Regions from separate parts of the Sus scrofa genome. Here region 2 is linked to region 1. The links are chromatin contacts, called in public Hi-C maps. All regions are on one chromosome and are shown on one strand. The core of a region is the stretch at or near the end of the contact, and the rest is flanking DNA. Distances in the headings are between cores, read along the strand shown. Region 1 holds the start of ART4 (ADP-ribosyltransferase 4 (Dombrock blood group)). Region 2 overlaps GUCY2C (guanylate cyclase 2C (heat stable enterotoxin receptor)).

Region 1 (7,690 bases), core at 1,353-3,852:
GAGGAAACTAAGGGACAGAGAATTTTGGCATGAGGTCAAATGTTGGAGAGGAGAGCCAGGAATTGAACTGAGGTGTCTTTCTCAAGAGTCCATGTTCTATTTACTAACTAACCTGCTTCTGAAATAATATAGTCTATGCATCCACCCCATGTTTAATCACATGGTAACAATGATGGTAGAATATTATACAGCCATAAAAGAATTATGTTTTCAATAAGTATTAAGTTATATGGAGATGTGCTTACATTAAAACATTAAGGGAGGAGTTCCCCTTGCTGCTCAGTTGTAATGAATCCAACTAGTATTGATGAGGACTTGGGTTCAATCCCTGGCCTCGATCAGTGGGCTGGGTTCTGGCGTTGCCATGAGCTGTGATAAAGGTCCCACACGCTGCAGTGTAGGTCGAAGATGCGGGTCTGATCTGGCCTTGCTGTGGCTGTGGTGTAGGCCAGCAGTTGTAGCTCCAGTTTGACCCCTAGCCTGGGAACTTCCATATGCCATGGGTACAGCCCTAAAAAGACCAAAAAATAACAATAATCATAATAATAAAAGGGAAATCAACTATACTTCAATTTTTTAAAAAGAAACATAAGACATAGAAGAAAAAAAATTAAGAGGGAAGAAAGCATGCAAGATCACATTCATTATTTCTGTGCTAGAATGTGTGTATGTGTGTGCATATAAAACCAAAACCTAAATCTAAATAGTACCTTTATCCAGATGATGGGTCAAAAGTAATTTTATTTCCTCCTTTATACTTGTCTAGATATTCTGAACTTTTGTAATGAGACATAGCTGCTGTAACTGTCAGAAAATTTAAATTAAAAATATTTTCACGGAGTTCCCATGGTGGCGCAGTGGTTAACGAACCCGACTAGGAACCATGAGGTTGTGGGTTCAATCTCTGGCCTTGCTCAGTGGGTTAAGGATTCGGTGTTGCCGTGAGCTGTGGTGTAGGTTGCAGACCTGGCTCGGAACCCGCATTGCTGTGGCTCTGGCGTAGGCTGGTGCTACAGCTCCGATTAGACCCCTAGCCTGGGAATCTCCATATGCCGCGGGAGCAGCCCTAGAAAAGGTAAAAAGACAAAAAAAAAAAAAAAAAAGTATTTTCAGGAGTTCCCTTGTGTCTCAGCAAGTTCAGGATTCAGCATTGTCACTTCTGTGGCTTGGGTAACTGCTGTGGCATGGGGTCAGTCCTGATCCAGGGAACTTCTGTATGCTGTGAACATGGCTGAAAAGAGAGAGAGAGAGATAGATAGATAGATATTTGGGTACTGAAAAAAAAATACCAAAATTTTCAGAAAAAGATTTAGTTTCTCATCACAGTTAAATAATGAATTGGAATGTATAAGTGGGAAATACTTACAAGAATAATTACCCCAAGGGTTGGGAATAGAGGAAGGATGTTCAGACTAGAAAGGGATATGCCTAAGAGAGGGTTTTTCATAGGACATTTGTGCTGAATGAACTTGGCACACATAAAACTTTCTGGCAGGATGTCACTTACTTTTGAGTTTGAGTACTGAGTACTGTCAGATGTTCAGAGGCTGTCTTTTTTTTTTTTTTTTTTTTTGGCTTTTTAGGGACATACCCACAGCACATGGAGGTTCCCAGGCTAGGGGTCAAATTGGAGTTGCAGATGCTGGCCTGTACCACAGCCACAGCAATGCCAGATCCGAGCCACATCTGCGACCCACACCACAGCTCACGGCAACACAGGATCCTTAACCCACTGAGCGAGGCCAGGGATCAAACCCGTGTCCTCACATTTACTAGTCAGGTTCTTAACCCACTGAGTCACAACGGGAACTCCAGAGGCTGTTTCCTGACAGTAGTCATTTCAATTCATTACAAACTAAGCTAGTGTGGATTGAGACTCTGGTGCCTTCAGAAAAGAAAACAGAAGATCTGAGACCCCAACAGGTATGATTTCTGGAGTGGACGATTTTAAACGTTCAGTAGAAAAGCAGTAGAAGCATTCATGTTGTGGCTCAGTGGGTTAAGAACCCGACATCGTGTCTGTGAGGATGTGGTTTCAATCCCTGGCCTCACTCAGTGGGTTAAGGATCCAGCATTGCCATGACCTTCAGCATAGGTCACAGAGGCGGGTTAGATCTGGTGATGCTGCGGCTGCGGCATACACTGGCAGCTGCAGCTCTGATTCGACTCCTAGCCTGGGAACTTCCATATGCTGTACAAAGGAAAAAAATAAAAGTTAAAAAAATAAAAAAGAAAGAAAAGCAGCAGAGAGAGTCTTCTTTTTGATAGGAACTCTACTGTAGTACTTTGTGACAGCTTTTTCTGGGCAGGGCCTACCAGCAGCACCAGATAAGCCCACCAGAGATCCACCTTGAACTAGCATCTTCCTAGTGACCTGCATAACCCAATCCTATCACCCCCAGTGGAAGCTGCAGCTGAAGATAAGGCCACTTGGCCCCAGACACTGCACAGTGTGTGCTTTTCCTGCTTAGAAAGCCTGAACTGGTGAGGCTGACCCTTTACAAGCTAAGAAAGGCCAAGCTCGTGAGCCTGAACCTTAACAAGCTCTTGGAATTCATACAGACTAGAGCAGGATTTTTTTTTTCTACTGGAAACTAACGCATTCACTTTTAAAAATACCTTATTTGGTGCACAAGTCTGGCTATTTCACAGAGATTTCAGCTTTCCAAGTGAGCTGGAGCTCATCTCTTCCCTTGGAAGAGCTCCTATTTGATGGTGGTCAGCAGAAGTCTCAACATAGATGTGGGCAAGGAAGGTTCTCACTGAGACTCACCCAAAGAAAACCTCCAAGGAAGAGAGAGTTCATTTCAGGATGAAGTTGCAAGTACGAAGAAGTATTTTCAACCCAAGCAAAAGCCGTCCATTGACCCACAGAGGCAGGAGGACTCCTCTTCCAACTGCTGCAGCCCCTGAAGTGAGAATCTGGCTCCTGAAGGGACCACTGCCTCTCCTGCTGCTGTGCTCGAGTCTGCAGAGCCCCACGGTGAGTTCCCAGGTAGGAGGCGATCTCTTCATGATCGGAGCTTCCATACGGGGGTGCTCCTGGTGACAACTTTTAGTCCCTTGGAATGTGATTCCATTTAGACATTTTAACAAGGAATGCTAGCAAAGGGGTTGAAAACAAGGTTTAAAAATTGTGGAGTTCAGAGTTCCTGTCGTGGCATAGTGGTTAACGAATCCTACTAGGAACCATGAGGTTGCAGGTTCGATCCCTGGCCTTGCTCAGTGGATTAAGGATCCGGCGTTGCTGTGAGCTGTGGTGAAGTTTGCAGACTGCAGCTCGGATCCCGTGTTGCTGTGGCTCTGGCATGGGTCAGTGGCTACAGCTCCGATTCGACCCCTAGCCTGGGAACCTCCATATGCCGCGAGAGTGGCCCAAGAAATGACAAAAAGACAAAAAAAAAAAAAAATGTGGAGTTCTACAGTTCATATTGTGGCTCAGTGAGTTAAGTACCTGACATAGTGTTCCTGAGGATGCCGGTTTGATCCCTGGCCTCGCTCATGGCCATAAGCTGTGGTGTAGGTTGCAGGTGCAGCTCAGATTCCATATGGCTGTAGTTGTGTCGTAGTAGCTATAGCTCTGATTCAACCCCTAGCCCAGAAATTTCCATATGCTGTAAGTGTGGCAAGAAAGAAATAAAAGAAAAATTTCAGAGTTCTTTGCAGTTCACAAATGTGGCATCATGAAAGCTAGAGGCATAGCATTATTTTCTTGATGATCCATAAAACACTAAGTAAAACACTGTGTCTGTAGGACAAATAACATGAAATAAACCAAGTCTATTTCGCTTTCGCCTGTTCACATGGCTCAACTCAGAAGAAGCATTATAAAGTTCTATATAAGGAAAAATAACTCATATTAAGAGATAATGGAAGACACACTTGAGATCTAGTACTATACTAAAGTTTGAGAGTTCACAAGATTTAACAGAAAATGATATTTTTTATTTTGTTTTGGCTTAAACAGATTCTATAGAACTATTTGTAAACCTGCTTTAGTTATTAAGTCATTTAAGCAGTCTTAAATGTTTCTTTTAATTGATGTATAGTTGATTTACAATGTTGTGTCAATTTCTGCTATAGAGAAAAGTGTTTCATATATATATTACATATATACATACACAAACACACACATGTATATATATACTTTTTAGATTCATTTCCATTGTGGTTTATCTCAGGATACTGAATATAGTTCCGTGAATATAGCTTATACTAAAGCAGGAAGCATTCGTAAAATTTTATTCATTTTCACACAACCGGATGACTTCTCAACATAAATAACATAAATGGTATGTTTTTGAGTTCCAGCTGCAACATTGTTGACATTCACTGAGTGGAATCTTATCTCTTACTATGTTCCTTCACAACTACTCTTTATTAGAAAAGCATCATTTCTTTGCCAAGAAAGAAACATCTTGGAATTTAGATAATTGAAAATATGGCTCGGAATTATGAAATGATACTTAGTGAATTTGTATTCAAATCTCTAACGTCAATTTAATATGTGCTAGATATCAATAAGTAATATTCAGTTGGGTACCCATGAAAAAATGTCTTTTTCCCACTCCTGTTTTCTAAGAGGAAGGATTTTCCCAGGAACATGCTTGATCACTGTTTAACCCTTTCCTCACATGGCTCCCTTGGAGCTGGGTGAATTTACCTAATTGGTAACGTCAGAGAGAATAACTGGATGTGCTGAGTTTGACTCTGCTCTTCTTCCTCTTGGGAGTTAGAGTGATGGCAAAAGGCATGAGTTCTCTGTTCCTCTGTGATAAGAATCTTACCTGGATAGGCTGCAATCCAATACTGCCTACAGTAGGTGGGCAAGTCAGCCTCCTTCTGGGTTTACCCTTAACAAGCCCACCAGCCATCAGACCTCAAAATGTGTGCCCCAACAGGGCCTCATTCAGCAGTAAAAATAATATTTTAGCCCTTGCATTTGTTCTTTTTTTCTTCTCCCCTCATTTTTTTTAGGTCCCAGGCAGAGGAGAGGTCTGTCATTTACGGGGGATCCCCTTGGAGAACCCAGCATTACTCATCACTCAAGTCTTTTCTTAAATAAAATCCAGAGACTTAATACAGGCTTTAGGTGTTCCTGAAAGAGCTACTCCTTAAAACCCACTTGTCAAAGAATGTGAATGGGATCAGGAAAGAAAACAGAAAGTATAGTTAAATTTTAAGGTTATTAACTTTTTTCTTCAGAAAACTCAATATGCAAAAAAGACTGTTTTCAGTGATACAAAAAGAGTCACTTCCTCCCTGGGGAGATGAAGTTTTTTGGCGCTTTCAGTAACATTTGTCAAACCCAATTCGATATCTAGCACAGGTCACAGACACAGGAAGGACTGTCGCAATATAATGGTTATGAGTGAAACTTACGTCGGCAAATAGTGATTTTTAAGCAGAAGATGTGGTTTTAGAGAGTATAGCATATGGCTATGACGTAAAAATTTAAAAAAAGAAACCTCCACTAAATAGTCAGGAGACCCATAGGGGGAGCTCTCACACCCAGTGGCACAGCAGAGCCCAACAGAAAGACTTCTCTTCACCAAACCCATACCCCACCCCATCCCCGCCCCTCAAGGACTCAGCCCATGAAAAGCCAGTAACTCTTGGCGTACCATACCCTCCCATCTTCCTTTTCCTCTCTATGAAAGCATTCTCCTGCCCCTACCTATGGAGATTTGCATGTGGCTCTCCAGGGTTGCAAACTCTGGGTTGCAATTCTCTGCTGATTCTGAATAAACCCATCTTTCTGGAGAAATATCTAGCAATCTATGTATTTCCAGTCAACAAGATTCATCATCTGATATGGAAAATTAAAATCAAAATTTTTCTTTCCTGATAGGTTGCAGTTAAAATCGACTTTGACTTGGCACCAGTTTCCTTTGATGATCAGTACCAAGGCTGCAGCCAACAGGTCTTGGAGGAGCTGATTCTGGAGGATTATTTCACAAAAGAACTAGCAGCCCACGAGTACCACAAGGTCTGGCAACGTGCCCTCTTAGCCTGGTTGAACCAAGCAAAAGCACCCCCCAAGGACATGGCCATTGCACATGCTGTGGCCATCTTGGTTTATTCATCAAACAACAGTGTCCGCTCAGATTTCATCAGAGCCATGGCCAGTGCTGCCAGGTCTTCCCAGCAATATAAAAATTCATTCCATTTCAAATATCTGCACTACTACCTGACCACGGCAATCCAGCTGCTGAGGAAAGAGATGGTCAGGAGGAATGACTCTTTGTGTTATGAGGTGCACCATAAGGTAGAGGGTGTTTACTTGAGTGCCAGCACAGGTGCCACCATACGCTTTGGCCAATTCCTCTCCACTTCCCTCCTAAGAGAAGAGGCACAGAAGTTTGGGAAGCAAACTCTATTTACCATATTAACCTGCCTGGGTGCACCAGTACAAGACATCTCTCTCAAGAAAGAGGTCCTGGTCCCTCCCTATGAGTTGTTTGAAGTCGTAAATACGAGCTATCACCCAAGAGGAAATTGGTTGCAATTGCGGTCAACTGGGAACCTGAGCACGTATAATTGTCAGCTGCTGAAAGGTATTATTATGGATCCAAATTGAGTTCACTCTTACCAGGATGCAGGCCACTATTCTTTTATAAGTTGTTTTTATAGGAGTTCCTGTCGTGGCACAGTGGTTAACGAATCCGACTAGGAACCATGAGGTTGAGGGTTCGATCCCTGGCCTTGCTCAGTGGATTAAGGATCCGGCGTTGCCATGACCTGTGGTGTAGGTTGCAGACTCGGCTCGGATCCCACGTTGCTGTGGCTCTGGCATGGTTTGGTGGCTACAGCTCCAATTAGACCCCGAGTCTGGGAACCTTCATATGCCACGGGAACGGCCCAAGAAATGGCAAAAAGACAAAAAAAAAAGCTATTTTTATGGAGTTCCCACTGTGGCTCAGTGGTAAGGAACCTGACTAGCATCCATGAGGATGCAGATTTGATTCCTGGCCTCGCTCAGTGGGCTAAGGATCTAACATTGCTGTGAACTGTGGGTAGGTCATATATGCGGCTCAGATCTAGTGTTGCTGTAGCTGTGGCATAGGCTTGCAGGTGCACCTGCAATTCAACCCCTAGCTTGGGAATTTTCATATGCTGTGAGTGCGGCCCTAAAAAAAAAAACAAAAAAAAACAAACAAACAAAAAAAAAAAGCTGTTTTTCTGAGTGGGCTTGGGAGGAAAAGACCAAAACCATGGAAACAGGCCTTCAGTAATGGTGCAACTGACAGATGAGAGAAAACCCACCTTATGTCTTGGTTTCCCTTCTCTTCTTCCTCCTCAACCACCTCTTGGAAACTATGTCTCTGCAGTGGCACTAATATATGGGGCATTTTAGACAAAGAAAGTAGGTTATCGCTACTGGAAAAGACAGCGCATAAAATATGGCATTTTACTTTCTCCCTCACACTCTTTTTTTGTCATGGTCATTTCAAGAATAAGGAGTGCTAAAAGTAGAATAGGAGGTGTCATTTATTTATTACTCATCTTTTTTTTTTGGCCATGCCCAAAACTTGTGGAAGTTCCAGGGCCAGGGATAGAACCTGCACCAGAGCAGTGACCTGAGCCACAGCAGTGACAACACCAGATCCGAAAGCCACTATTCCACCAGGGAATTCCCATTCATTCTTATCTATTAACTGTCTTCTGTGTTTCAGGAACTAGGATAAGT
Region 2 (7,690 bases), core at 1,592-4,091, 170 kb after region 1:
GCCCCCACTTCTTCAGTCACGTCAAGCATGCCAGGACATTGGACTCAATCCAGTTAAGCGGTAGTTGAGGACCTGCTGTGTGCCAAGCAGGGTTCATCATGGAGTGAGCCGATCTCCTTCATTAAACGACTCACCATGACACAGAATCAGACAAACTGCGGGTCAAATCCTACCCTCCTGAACTTCATCCATTTACCTATCTGTGGGGTTGGTGGATTGCATCCATTTACCTATCTTGGAACTTGAGCATAAGTAGATTTATTTCTCTTTCCTACAAGTCCAAGAACAAGCCATATAAACTCATGAGACAAATTCCAAAAGGCAGTGAACAGTTGGATGGAAAACCAAATGACGAAAATGTTCTTCATTATAAGCATGTCATGTGCCTAAACACACGCATGTATAGCTTTGTTTCATTGAAACTGCTGAAGGTAGAAATCTCAAAAAGTCTACCAGGAGCTAAGGGATCCTGGAAAATTTCCAAGGGATGGAAAATTAATTGTATACCCATTATTATAAACAAGATCTGTGATGGGGTCCAAACCCCAAGTGTTTCGAGGAGCCAAACACAGGACCCAGGAGTGCTTCACTCATGTGAAGTGAACTAGATGGACAGAGCAGGCACAACAGTAAAACGTGGGCAAATTGTGTGCATTAATTTGTTTAAAGAACACTGCGATAAATAAAACACATCTCCAGGTGATAGCTGACTTTGTGGCTGCCAGCGTGTCACACCTGAAAAATATCAGTGATGGTCTCTTTGTTTAAATGTGCTCTCTTGGAGTTCCCCTCGTAGCTAGTAGTTAGTGAACCTGACTAGCTTCCATGAGGACGCGGGTTTGATTCCTGGCCTCCCTCAGTAGGTTAAGGATCCGGTGTTGCCCTGAGCTGTGGTGTAAGTCACAGATGTGGCTCAGATCCATCATGGCTGTGGCTGTGGTGTAGGCTGGCGGCTACAGCTCTGATTGGACCCCTAGCCTGGGAACCTCCATGTGCCACAGGTGCACCCCTAAAAAGACAAAAAAAGTGCTCTTTTTATTTGTTTTTAATAAATATATATATCATATGTATATAATATATATACTTATATTATTACATATAGTATATATTTATACTTATATATATTTATATATAATTATATAAATAAATATATTTATATTTATATAATGCTTATGAACTATACATTTTATATAAATTATATAATTATATAAACTATATCTATATTTATAATTATATAAACCATATAATTTATATATAATTTATAGTTAATTTTATATTGTAAAAATTATGTACTATATATATGTATATATAGTCTTTTATATTACATAAAATAAATACATGATTTTAAAATATTTATGAAGGCTTTTCTGTTTATGCCACATGTTCTGTAAGCTGTTAAATGCTCAGCCTCTTAGATTCTACTGCATTCACCCCACAGACGTTTACTGAGCACTTCCTGTCCCCAGGTGCTAGTCTAGTTGACCTTGAGGGTTTTCAGAGCTCTGAGTCAAGCAGCTTAGGCAAGGCATTGCTGCATGCCCGCACCTGAATCCCGGCATTACACAGTCAGCTTAGAAGGCAAGCATGTGTGCTGCCCCCGTCACCGGCGTTAGCGCGGTGGAGGGACCTAAAAGCAAAAGCAAGTTGGAGACCCCTGAGCGGCTCGACCCCTCACCCTCTCCGTGTCACTGCTGAATGTGCAGACCTGTGGACGGCCCCGGAGCACCTACGCCGAGCCAGCGTCTCCCAGAAAGGAGATGTGTACAGCTACGGGATCATCGCCCAGGAGATCATCCTGCGAAGAGAAACCTTCTACACCCTCAGCTGTCGGGACCAGAAGGGTGAGTGAGACCCTCGGGGGGAGCCAGCGTGCTAGGCTGACCTAGACCCTGAGGTCCTGTGACCACCTATCAGTCCACTCCCCAGCAAAAGCAAGGACACACCCGCCCTCCATAGGGTAGCTGGAGGGATCCATCGCATCTGAAGGTTAGAGGGCTCTGAAAAGCATAGGACAGTATTCCTCTGCCAGCTGCCACTGCTGTCATATTATTGTGTCTGAAAGAATCTTGCCTTACCATTTCCTGATTTCCTTTTGATTCCAGTAGAAGACTTTGTGCCCGTTTCACACCTGGACTAGATCACTCTAGTGGGACAACATAGGCATTTCAGTTCTTACTGAAAGCAGATCAGTAGTTTTGCCACATGTCCCCTCAGGGGGGGAGTGTTTTATTCCATTCATCCAGTCCTCGATTTACTGAGCACTTAATTATGTGCCAGCTCTTAACCCTCTGGGGGATGGAGGTGGTAAAGGGATATAGTGGGGGCAAGCTGGCGTCTTGCTCAGAGAAAGCCTCCCTATGGCAGGTGTATCTGAGTTAAGTTTTAGAGGGTTAGTAGACTTAACTTAAGGTGACCTCCTGGTGTAAAGGGACACAAGACCCCTTCACCTGGAGACTCCTTCATTTGTTCACTTCTCTCTGTTGAGAACTGGCCTAGGCTCTGCCACAGCCCCACTGGGGACCTATCCAGGGTCGGTGAACCAATTCAGAGGCTGGCAGCCGCTGCTAAAATTTCTTCACACTGCTTTCTTTGTTGTCATTTGCATTATTCTTATCCCATCAGAGAAGATTTTCAGAGTGGAGAATTCCAACGGGGTGAAACCCTTCCGCCCAGATCTGTTCCTGGAAACAGCAGAGGAAAAAGAACTGGAAGTGAGTTCTATCTCCCAGCGTGAATGTCTTTGGGCTGCTGCAGCAAAGTACCACACACACACTGAATTAAAACAGAAACATACTGGTTTACAGTTCTGGAGGCCGGAAGTCTGCAGTGAGTTGTCGGCAGGTCATGCTCCCTCTAGTGGCTCGGGGGGAGAATGTATTCCCTGCTTCTTCCAGGAGCTTCCGGTGGCTTAGACGTTCCTTGGCTTCCGGATCCTCCTCTAATCTCTACCTCCAGGCCACTTTCTCCTCTTCAACTTTCCCTCTGCTTCTCTCTTCTGTAAGAATGCTTGCAACTACGTTCAGGCCCACCAAGATAATCCAGCATTACCTCCCCATCACAAGATCCTTTATCATATCTGCAAAGACCCTTTTTCTAAATAAGGTCAGCTTCACTGGCTCTAGGAGTGGGGACACATCCTTGGGAGCTACTGTCAGCCGCCCATACTCCCAAATCAGGAAAGAGTTCCTTAAGCGCACATGTCACATTCTCAAGGTTTAGGAGCTAAAAGTGTAAAATGTCCATGTGATACACTTACTAAGGTTATAAATATTACCTGCTGATTAAATAGCAAATATGGCAACATCTAGAAACAATAAAGAAATGTACTTTCACTCTTTCTATCCTTCCTCTGAAGAAAATGGAGATTTTTCTCTCTTTGTTTGCTTAATTTTTTTTAAACAATCTCTCACAAAGGCCTTTAAGACCTATGGGGAAAAAAAAATCTAATTTTGGGAGGGAATTTTTTCTGAGCTTTTATAATTCAGGAGATGATAAGTAAATGCTCACAAAATATTTATGGTCTTTTAAAAAAACCCATGTTTTTAACACTTTTGCTCTTTGAAAGGTAAAGATAAAAATATTTTGCTTCAGTTTACAGGCGACCTGCCAGATGAGGTTTAGGGCCAGACTCTGCTGGGCAGGAATGGGCCATTTTTACTTCTCTCTCTTTTTGTCAACATTAAAGGCAGGCTGTGGCCCCAAGGTTCTGAGATCCATCTGCCCCTATAATTGCCACCACCTCCTCCCTTCCTTTCCTCTTGCTTTTCTGAATGCTGGGATTCCTCCCTACACATCAGCATTTCTCTTCTAAAACCCTCCTTTCTAGTCTTTATATCCACATGTTGCTTAAGACCTCTTTCACCAAAGCATCTTCTCCTCAATTCACACATGTAGCTGGATTTGGTTCTGGAATTAGCAGTGAGGAATTAGATTCCGTATCTGGTAGGTGGTTCCCAAAGCATACAGGCCTGAAGCTGGATGACTTGGCAGTGCCTGACGAGCATCTGCTGTTCCATCTGTTGCAGCTTCTGTCCCCTCCTTTCCAAGGCAGGTAGCCTGCAGATCGTTTTCCCAGGCAAGAGCATCACCTAGTGGTGAATCTAGGCAACCACAGTTCTAGACTAGTCCTGTCACTCCCAGGGGACTTGATTAAGGCAAAGAGCACAGACAGGAACTGCTTCTCAAACCATTTGTGGTCCTGTTTTGGGTCATAGTGAAGAACGATCTTTATTTAAAACATGGTTTTTATTATGCTTTTTGATCCCACAAAAGCCGCAAACAGGTGGCACCAAAGGAGATGATGATTCCAAGGGCTTCCTTGTACCTCCCCTTCCTTGCTTCTCTTCTCCACTGCAGTGGGCATTGCATCACCTGGGGAACTTAAAAATGTATAGATTATTGGCCTTTGCCCTTGGAACAACTGGAACATACTTATGCTAAACGAATCATGCATTATCTGAAATTCAAGTTTACCTGAGTGTCCTGGATTTGTATTAGCTAAATCTGAGGACCCTAATAAGGCCCCTTCACAAATCAATTAATTCAGAATCTCCTGAAATCGTAACTTTTGTGAACACTGCTCCGACAATTGCACCATCAGGCATGGTTGAAAACTAATTTCATAGAGCCTCGCTCTCGTTTAGAGTTACTGGCCTCTTACTCACTGAGCTCCGATATTTATTGCCCTTCCCAAAATAAACCCTGCAAATGTCTGGAAAGCATTTTGTATCTCCCATCAACCTGACCTCATCAAAACCAGTACCACCATTTTTATTAGTTTAGGGCTGAAGGGAAGGGTGAGGCAAGGGAGTGCAGGTGGCTGTGACTGAGAGAGGCTACAGGGAACTGAGCCATCCCATCCTCTTTGTCAGAGTTGAGATTTTTTTTTTCTTTTTTGCTTTTTAGGGCCACGCGCATGGCATATGGATGTTCCCAGGCTAGGGGTCCCTTCGAAGCTGTAGCCGCTGACCTATGCCTTAACCCATTGGGAGAGGCCAGGGATCAAACCTGAAACCTCGCGGTGGTTCCTAGTCAGATTGTTTCCACTGTGCTTTTGGAACTCCTTTGTGTTTTTTTGTTTGTTTTTTGAGATGTTTTAAAACTATTCTCCCATCCCTGAACAGAATAAGATAGGATACAGCCCCCTGAGTTAATCTGCCTTGTCTGCCTTTCTAGGTCTATCTGCTTGTCAAAAACTGCTGGGAGGAAGATCCAGAAAAGAGACCAGACTTCAAGAAAATTGAGAATACGTTGGCCAAGATATTTGGGTATTGCTGAAATTTTTACTTTTCCTCACTAATTTCAGACTTTTCTAATAATAGTTGATACTCAGTGGCAGCTAAGTGTGAGAATGTCTTTTCTAATGAAAAATCTCAGACTGCAATTCCCCTCAAAAGAATTAAAGTGATCCAGAGACTAACAGACGATTTTTCTCAGGGAAATAATCACTTGAAAAGTTAAGAATTCGAGGGCAAAACTTGCCTGATTAGAAACTAAATTCCGACTGATCACAAATATATCTGTTAAGGAGTTCCCGTCGTGGCGCAGTGGTTAACGAATCTGACTAGGAACCATGAGGTTGTGGGTTCGGTCCCTGCCCTTGCTCAGTGGGTTAAGGATCCGGCGTTGCCGTGAGCTGTGGTGTAGGTTGCAGACGCGGCTCGGATCCCGCGTTGCTGTGGCTCTGGCGTAGGCCGGTGACTACAGCTCCGATTGGACCCCTAGCCTGGGAACCTCCATATGCCGTGGGAGCGGCCCAAGAAATAGCAACAACAACAACAACAACAACAAAAGACAAAAGACAAAAGAAAGACAAAAAAACAACAACAACAACAACAACAAATATATCTGTTAAAAATAGAGTTCCCTGACACTTCTGCTGGTGATTAGGATTTAGAAGTCTAGTATGAATCATGGAAATCTGCAGAGCCCCTGGATAATTCTTAAGATCCCCAAGTTTCTTAAATTTTTAAAATCTTTTTTTTTTGGTGGTGGTTGTTGTTTTTTATGGCCACACCCATTTCATATGGAGAGTCCCAGGCTAGGGATCAAATTGGAGCTGCAGCTGCAAGCCTACACCACAGCCACAACAACATGGGATCCTAGTTTCATCTGTGACCTACATGACAGCTCAGGGCAATGCCAGATCCCCAGTTCACTGAGTGAGGGCCAGGGATTAAACCCAAGTCCTCATGGATCCTAGTTGGGTTCATTACTGCTGAGCCACAAGGGGAACTCCCTAACAATTTTAAAATCCTAAAATCTGAAACTTTGACCTTAAGCACTTAAGACTGGAGCCATGAATCAGATTATAATTTGGGATCAAAAAAAATAGCACACAATTATCCAATAAGATTAAGTTTTAGATTTCTCATGTTTTCAGTTAGATACAATGCAGGGTGAGAAAAACAGCTCTGAGGTTAAGAGTTAGGTGATCCAGTTTCTAGACTAGGGTCTAATAATAGCTTGTTGGACTTTGGACAAGCCACTTACCCTAACTGGGTGTCAGTTTTGTTGCCAGTAAAATTGGAATGAACAAGATGATTTCTGCAGTTTCTTCCAGCTCTAACTTCTGGAGGTTCTCATTAAGTCAAAGACACAGATATTTAATGAGGCTAAAAAAAGTCCAGGGCTGAGATGAGGGGGAGTGAAGGCAATGAAAATGTGGCCATTGAGTGATAAATCTAAACCATCATTTGTAAGAAAAGGAGCGAGAAATAATAAATGGAATTATAAATGATTCCATTCTTATCCCTTTTCATTTCTTCGCAGATAAGATTGTATATGTGACAGACTGGGACACAGGTTTATCCCCAGTCTGGCATTGCCACAGCTGTCGCTAAGGTCGAAACTGTGGCTCGGATCTGATCCCTGGCCGGGGAGCTCCATATGCCGAGGGACAGCCAAAAAAAGAAAAAAAAAGATTGTATGTGTGACAGATGAAATGTAAGCTCATGAAGACAAAACTGGGCTCCTGATATTTAGCCTTTAATAGGGTGACTTTCAACTTGGCTGTACATTGTGATACCTGGGGAGATTTTTAAAATACTGTTGCCAGAATCATACCCTAGAGAGTCTGTTGTAATTGATCTGGGCACAGGCTGGCTTCAGGAGTTTAAGTAAGCTCCTCAAGTGATTAAAATACACAGCCAAGGTTGAGGAAACTGTTTTAATTGAATCAATTCATCATGAAGTAAAATAATTCATCTTCAGCCCTGACACCTGCTCCCTCACTCTTTCTACCCAGTGAGACTCCATAATGGTGTCTGGTAAGAATCTCCTAGGGAACTTGTTAAAAAATTCTCTTAATCCCAAGCCTAGCAGTTTCCAATCATAGAGATGTGTGATAGGACTCAGAAATGCTTTGTGTTGTTTTTTTTTGTTTGTTTGTTTGTTTGTTTGTTTTGTTTTTTTTTTATGGCTGCACCAGTGACATGTGCAAGTTCCTGGGCCAGGGATTGAACCCCTTCCTCAGCTGTGACCTACACCACAGTGCCTGGCGGGGGTTGAACAGCGCCTCCACAGCGACCCAAGCCACTGCCATCGGATTCTTAACCCATTGTGCCACAGTTGGAACTCCAGAGATGTGTTGGATTTTTAACAAACATCCCACCCACACCAAAGGAGATGACGATGTAGTCTGTTTTTTCGAGTACAAAAGTGGTCACTTTTAATTGCTGTGATGATGATA

What was found. Hi-C and Micro-C count contacts between places; a contact is called where the count stands out from the background.
Region 2: a Hi-C map of subcutaneous adipose tissue shows a contact between it and region 1, with 2.2 times the contacts expected there. The contact joins the enhancer-like site here to the promoter of ART4 in region 1. A contact is called at or near these places in 4 of 47 Hi-C or Micro-C datasets (embryonic fibroblasts, mesenteric adipose tissue, retroperitoneal adipose tissue and 1 more).

What each region holds. Positions count from the first base shown.
Region 1 is chr5:57,706,250-57,713,939 of Sscrofa11.1, forward strand. ART4 (ADP-ribosyltransferase 4 (Dombrock blood group)) reads left to right here and starts at 2,603. Exons shown (of 3, transcript NM_001272094.1): 1 at 2,603-2,995; 2 at 5,852-6,557. The coding sequence starts at 2,813.
Region 2 is chr5:57,878,255-57,885,944 of Sscrofa11.1, forward strand. It overlaps GUCY2C (guanylate cyclase 2C (heat stable enterotoxin receptor)), which reads left to right. Exons shown (of 27, transcript NM_214105.1): 18 at 1,704-1,841; 19 at 2,623-2,711; 20 at 5,176-5,267. Among named protein-coding and RNA genes, the nearest start is that of GUCY2C, 59 kb to the left of the region's middle. Within about 2 kb of position 2,842, at least 15 of the 83 cell types and tissues checked have an H3K27ac peak or open chromatin away from gene starts, as enhancers often do. A contact at or near this core is called in retroperitoneal adipose tissue and subcutaneous adipose tissue, where this site is marked.